Regions from separate parts of the Pan troglodytes genome. Here region 2 is linked to region 1. The links are chromatin contacts, called in public capture Hi-C maps. All regions are on one chromosome and are shown on one strand. Each heading gives the region's core, a stretch centred on a gene start, on an enhancer-like site or on the middle of the called end of the contact. The rest is flanking DNA. Distances are from core to core; before and after follow the strand shown. Region 1 overlaps FYN (FYN proto-oncogene, Src family tyrosine kinase). Region 2 has its middle 46 kb from the start of CCN6.

Evidence for each region. Capture Hi-C pulls out chosen DNA fragments and counts their contacts.
Region 2: a contact with region 1 is called in a capture Hi-C map of stem cell-derived neural stem cells, with 6 times the contacts expected there. The contact joins two enhancer-like sites. A contact is called at or near these places in 3 of 7 Hi-C or Micro-C datasets (blood, induced pluripotent stem cells and stem cell-derived neural progenitor cells), 1 of 1 datasets of contacts at active chromatin or transcription factors (stem cell-derived excitatory neurons) and 1 of 1 other capture datasets (stem cell-derived neural stem cells).

What each region holds. Positions count from the first base shown.
Region 1 is chr5:123,639,604-123,642,430 of NHGRI_mPanTro3-v2.0_pri, forward strand. The region is part of intron 6 of FYN (FYN proto-oncogene, Src family tyrosine kinase); the gene reads right to left. Among named protein-coding and RNA genes, the nearest start is that of TRAF3IP2, 110 kb to the left of the region's middle. Within about 2 kb of position 1,253, at least 12 of the 24 cell types and tissues checked have an H3K27ac peak or open chromatin away from gene starts, as enhancers often do. A contact at or near this core is called in stem cell-derived neural stem cells, where this site is marked.
Region 2 is chr5:123,930,822-123,933,521 of NHGRI_mPanTro3-v2.0_pri, forward strand. No RefSeq gene overlaps it. Among named protein-coding and RNA genes, the nearest start is that of CCN6, 46 kb to the right of the region's middle. Within about 2 kb of position 1,375, at least 9 of the 24 cell types and tissues checked have an H3K27ac peak or open chromatin away from gene starts, as enhancers often do. A contact at or near this core is called in stem cell-derived neural stem cells, where this site is marked.

The DNA of each region.
Region 1 (2,827 bases), core at 3-2,502:
TCTAGGTACCTAAATAGTGTAGCACAGATCAGAATGCAATTATCAGCTCATTCTGAAGTCATGAATCAGGAATTCATGATTTTCTCACTTGACCCTATTAATCTCACAAGGGTTTTCAGCTACTCATGAGAAAGATAAAATCCTTGATTTCTCTTTTTCTAGGCTTTCTAGGGTCATCTTCTTCATCAAAGGAGACATAAAGTGACAAAGATTCAATGTTTATTATGTAGTAAACCTCACATGTTGAGCCTAGAGAGGCTGGTACAGACTCAAAATATTCATTGAGAGACGTTGAGCGAGTGAATTAAGTCATCTTTTTGATACACTAGAAGCACCAATTCACCTATAAATAGATATACTCTATATTCATGTTGATTTAGGAAAATAGGATCTCTACTATGTTATCTTTTATTTCTTGAGTTACTGTGGGTAATTAGCATTGTTAAAGCTGTATTTCTTTAAACGGTTCTTATAGTTCAGATTTTTCAGTTTGCACTTGGTGAGATATTCTTTGTTATCTTGCTCTAATTCAAATATATGATTTAAAGCCTGGCGCTGGTTTAGAATGGCTTTTAAGGTTTTATAACAGCTGTCTCTGTTCCTCTGATTTAAAGACTTGCTAAAAGATTCTGTGCCCCCACCACACCCCACACCAAGAAAAGAGTCTACCCCCAAACCCCAAAGTTGCTCGTAGGCTTGTGGGCCCCGGAGCTGGGAGCCCTAGAGCCTTGGAGCCAGGGAGTAGTTATTTGCCAACAGAAGTCAGCCTTGATCTGCTCAGTAGTGTAGCATTTTATGTCGGTAACAATTTTATCAAATGCTTGGGTGGGGCTCTAAACCAGGATTTCTTTTTATCACAATAGGAAAAAAAAAAACAACAAACCTGCCCTCAGCTGTGACCAATACTCCACTCTGTGTAAAACATGTATTACATTTTAAAGAGTCACTGTTCGTAGATGGTAAACGACTAGTCTTGAAATGTGAAAACAAGGAATAAAATGGATGAACTTAAATACTTTGCAAAAGGGGTTCAAATTTAATAATGTCCTAATACATGACACTGAGCACTTACAACGGGTCAATGAAGCACCTTTGCCCCTTGCTGGGTAGCAGGAACACCGCCTCTGGGTACATACATACATGCACATCCCACGGTGTATGTTGTACTTTAACAAAGCCAGCCCTGTGGCCTCCAGCGCCACCAGGGCTCCACCAGGGAAGGGAGTGGGAGGACACACACTAGGAGGTGTGGCAGCTGCCCTGGCAGAACAGAGCCCCATTCCTCCCTCTCCTCTGAGGACCAGAGCCAGAGGCGGGAGAGGATGGGGGAGGGGAGGAGCCGTGTGCCATCTGCTTCCGTATTATTGCTTTGTTTTTCCTTCACTATTTTCTCTTCCCTGTTATTACCCTTGACTTCAGGATATTGTCTTGTTACACAAACCTTATTTTTCTTTTCTATAACCTTGAGAAAGGGAATTTTAAAATTCCACTGATATGGAATTCCATTGGCAGAAAGGAAGAACATTAAGAGGAAGAGAACCTTTGTAATATTTTCCTCTACAAGAACAGGGTTGGAGGCTCAAAGGACTCTGTAAACATCAAAGGCCATGCATGGAAGTCACAAAATAGAGATTGAGACAGATTGGATCCTCCTTAAGTTTTTCTCTAAAATTTCAATTTGGTGACATTGCAGATCGTTTCCAGATTAACAAAGGAAGAAGCCATGGGACTGACACTGGCAGGGACTGACTTTCCAACGCCCTCCAGCGTAATGCACAGACAGACGTGCAGTGTGGACAAAGCCTCCTGAGAGCTGGGTCTGCGCTCTTACTATTCCTTGGTTCTTGCAGTTGAAAGTTTACAAATAGTCTTGAAATTTCTAATCAACCTTGGCATGTAGGGGAGGCTAAGGGGCGGAGGATTTCAGAATTCAAAGTTAATGGACTCCAACAAGCAGCAAAATAACAGCAAGGAGGTATACCCAGAGAGATCAAAGCCCAATCCCCTCCTCCCCAGCCCCAGTCAACTCTCCAAAGCTTCCTGTCACTTGAAGGTTCCCATCCCCTTTGATAAAGTATCTGGGCCTTTCCCAGATCAAACCTGACACTGTTCTCAGGATGCCTCCCTGCACCTCGCCCTGGGCTCTGCCACCTGCCAGCTCTGTGCTCTGGGGCAGTTTCCTAATCTGGGCCTCTGGCTCCTCAGATATCAAACGATGACGTCGATGCATACCTCAGACAGTAGTGGAAGAATGCATGAGAATGTTTGTAACTTAGCTCATGGCTGGTACATCAGGAGCCTTCAATGAATGGTAGCTGTTTATTATTTTTTAAAAACTTCCTGTGGCTACAGGAGGAGGACTCCTGGGGGGCAGGTAACACTCTTCTTGACCTGGCTGGTGGCCACACAGGCATGTTCAGCTTGTGAAAATTCAGCAAACTGTATACTTTTTGAAAATTGTGGTAAAATATAGGCAACATAAAATTTATCATTTTAATCATTTTTAAGTGTACAGTTGAGTGGCAGTAAGTACGTTCACACTGTTGTGCAACATCACTGTGTACACTTTTGATACGTGCACTTTTCTGCATGTGTTCCAACAAAAAGTTAAAAAAACAACACCCCACACCTTTGTTAATGATGACAATCCTAATATATGTTTGAAAACCCTGTGGCTATATAGACCGTGCCTTCTGATGTCTCGAAGAGAGTCGTTGGCCCTTTATGGCAGTATTCAGTTCTTGCTGTTGAAAGGTGGCATATTCTCACTGCATGGTTCTGTGAGCCAGGGGGCATTCCAGGGAAGGGTGGGCTTTCCAAGGAGGCA
Region 2 (2,700 bases), core at 125-2,624, 290 kb after region 1:
AGGAGCAAAGAAGGAGCAGATGAATATAATTAGGACAGGAAGAATAGGAGTCAGCCAGGCAGAGATCTGGTTCATTAATAATGGCCTTCGATTAGAATACTGCTTTTTGGGTGGCGTCTTTAGAATTCTCAGCATCAAGAGAGGCTGTAATTGCTTACAGTGTTATCGGCCCTGTTGTCTTGTCATTTTATTTCTTAGCTGTTTTATATTCTGGGCGTAGAACCAGCTGGGAAGGATACAAACCCAGTGGTGTCAGTGATAGCGGCTAACTGCAGGTATGGTCCATATTTAAGCCTGGGCTTTTATTCAAGTCCTTCATATTGTACACTCCTCAAATTGCTTAATGGAAGTGGGGGAAGAAGTGATATGGTTGGGGGGTCAGACAGGGAGGGGAAGGGAAGTGTTGAAAGGTCATAAATTATGCAGTACTTAAAAAAATTCAAATTAATTTGAAGCACCTTTAATTATCTGCTTTATCCTCGTTTTATACTTTTGTCTGTGAAATAAAAAGCAACGTCCTCGCAGGCCGATGCGCTGTACCTGAACCGGGTGTGGCCAAACTGATCTTCCTGCCACCAAAGCCTGCGGGCTGCTCCCACTGCAGTGAAGACGTGCGGCGGTGAGCCTGCCTCTCCTGCCTGCGTTGGGAGGTGAGGTTCGGATGTGATCAACAGCGACCTCTAGCGTGAGCCTGAGAATTTGCATTTGGTTAAGCGTACAGAAGGAAAATAGCAGACATGGGAATTCTGATCAAATTTCCAACGAACAAAGGCGAGGTAACAAAAAACATTTCTCATTGTTTTCCCTGGTAGAGAAGCCCAGGACTGACAGCTGAGGATTTCACTTCATTGGTACCACTTACTCCCATCAGTGCTGGAGATGCTATTCCAAACATTGCCTTATTTCTTTTCCCTCAAACGGATCATTGAGATTGGTTTTTAAAAGCCCTTTCACTTGCCTTTAGGGTTTCAACCAGAGAGTGCCCATAGGAAAGCATCAACTCTTTTACTGCAGGGTGTGTGTGTGTGTGTGTGTGTGTGTGTGTGTGTGTGTGTATGTGTGTGTGTGTGTGTGTGTGTATGTGTGTGTGTGTGGTTGAAACAGCGGACAGGAGAGTGGGAGAGAAGAGCAATGTCTCCAGGCGCTGTGAGGAGGTCAGGGGTTCCCGCTCACCCTTCTTCACTGACAGCCGCTCCCTAGAGGTGGCCAGCTCTCCATTTCTACCTGAGGCTGTCGACTATTGAAGATTTCCTTCCCCTGACCTTGGTGCGTTCACAGAGCAGCAATCAGCTCCAGGGGGTTCTTGCCCTCGCCCCTGCTCTCCGCTTCCGTCTTCTGCCCCTCCCACTCTTCTGAAGCCAGGTTCTGATTCTCCAGGGTGATGTGCAGGCCAAGTGTGTGCACAGGCTGATGACGCTCATTCCCAGCGAAGAATGGGGCCAGAGGATGACTTCCAAACTCTGTCAGGAGCCAGGAGCAGATTCTTTAGAGAAAGGCTAACATCACAGTTCATGGCCCATGACTTTGCTGTTGGGGATGGGAATTTGTGGGATGTGTTTTGCAAGGGGTTTGGGGGGTTAGGGAATGAGGGAATATATTTTCCTGTTACTTCAACCAATTGAAGGCAGATAGATTTGCAGTACATATTTGCTGTAATAACTGGGTTTGGCCTGCCGTTGCCTTTTAACCAAGCTTCAACATAAAAATGCTCCATGTTTTGCTGTTGTGTTTTAAGCTATGAGCACATAATGGTGCTTGGGGCTTTCTCAATTTCACCTGTGCTTCCTCCTCCCAGTAGTATTAGATCAAGGACCCAAGCATTTGCTTAAAGGGCCTTAACTCTCAGGGCCTAATCCACGTGCCCTATCAATACACAAACTTACAGAGACATTTTCAGAGTTATGAAAATGTACACATCAGAAGCAAGAAGTATATTACATGTGAATACCCTTTATACAATTTCTATTAGACTTGTCCTAGTTTCTTTTAGCAACAACCATTGTCCCCACAAAGATTCTCTTCTTGACCAAACTAGCAGACTCCCCTGAGCCCTCTTCTCTTCTGGGCCTTGACCTTGATCTATAAACACTTGAACAAACACTAACAAAGTATCAAAAAACTCAAAGCTGCACCCCTCAGATGACCCTAGCCCCCATAAAGCACCTGCCTGAGAGAACTCAATGCTACTAAAAGAATTTACTGTTTGTTCCTGCCAACACCTAAAGACAGGGTCCCAGTCACCCAATCTCTGTAGTTGGGTAGGAATCTAATTTCAATAAGTGCCAATTAGCAAATCCAGGTGGGTTTCACGTGGATCAACACCTCCTTCTCGCTTTTTGTAATTTTTCACTTCTCTGACTCTACTGAGCCTCTACTCCCTCAATCCCGTTTTGAAATATCCAGCCACATCTGCAAATCAAGGATGAGTTCAGTTCACACTGGACTCTTTTCTCTATTGCAATTGTTATTAATGTTTAAAATAGGCCCTTTCCACTTTAGTGTCCAGTTTTGTCTCCCTTTGATAGTCCATTTAAAAATGGTCCACAGTGGTTGAACACATATTGAGCACCGTTTACTACAATCAGTGCTGAAGAAGCAGAGAAGAATCAGACAGTGTCCAAAGTAGTCCTCAAGGATCCAGCCATAAACTCACCATTAAAAAAAAAAAACCTGTAAATACCAACGTGGTTCCCATATAGG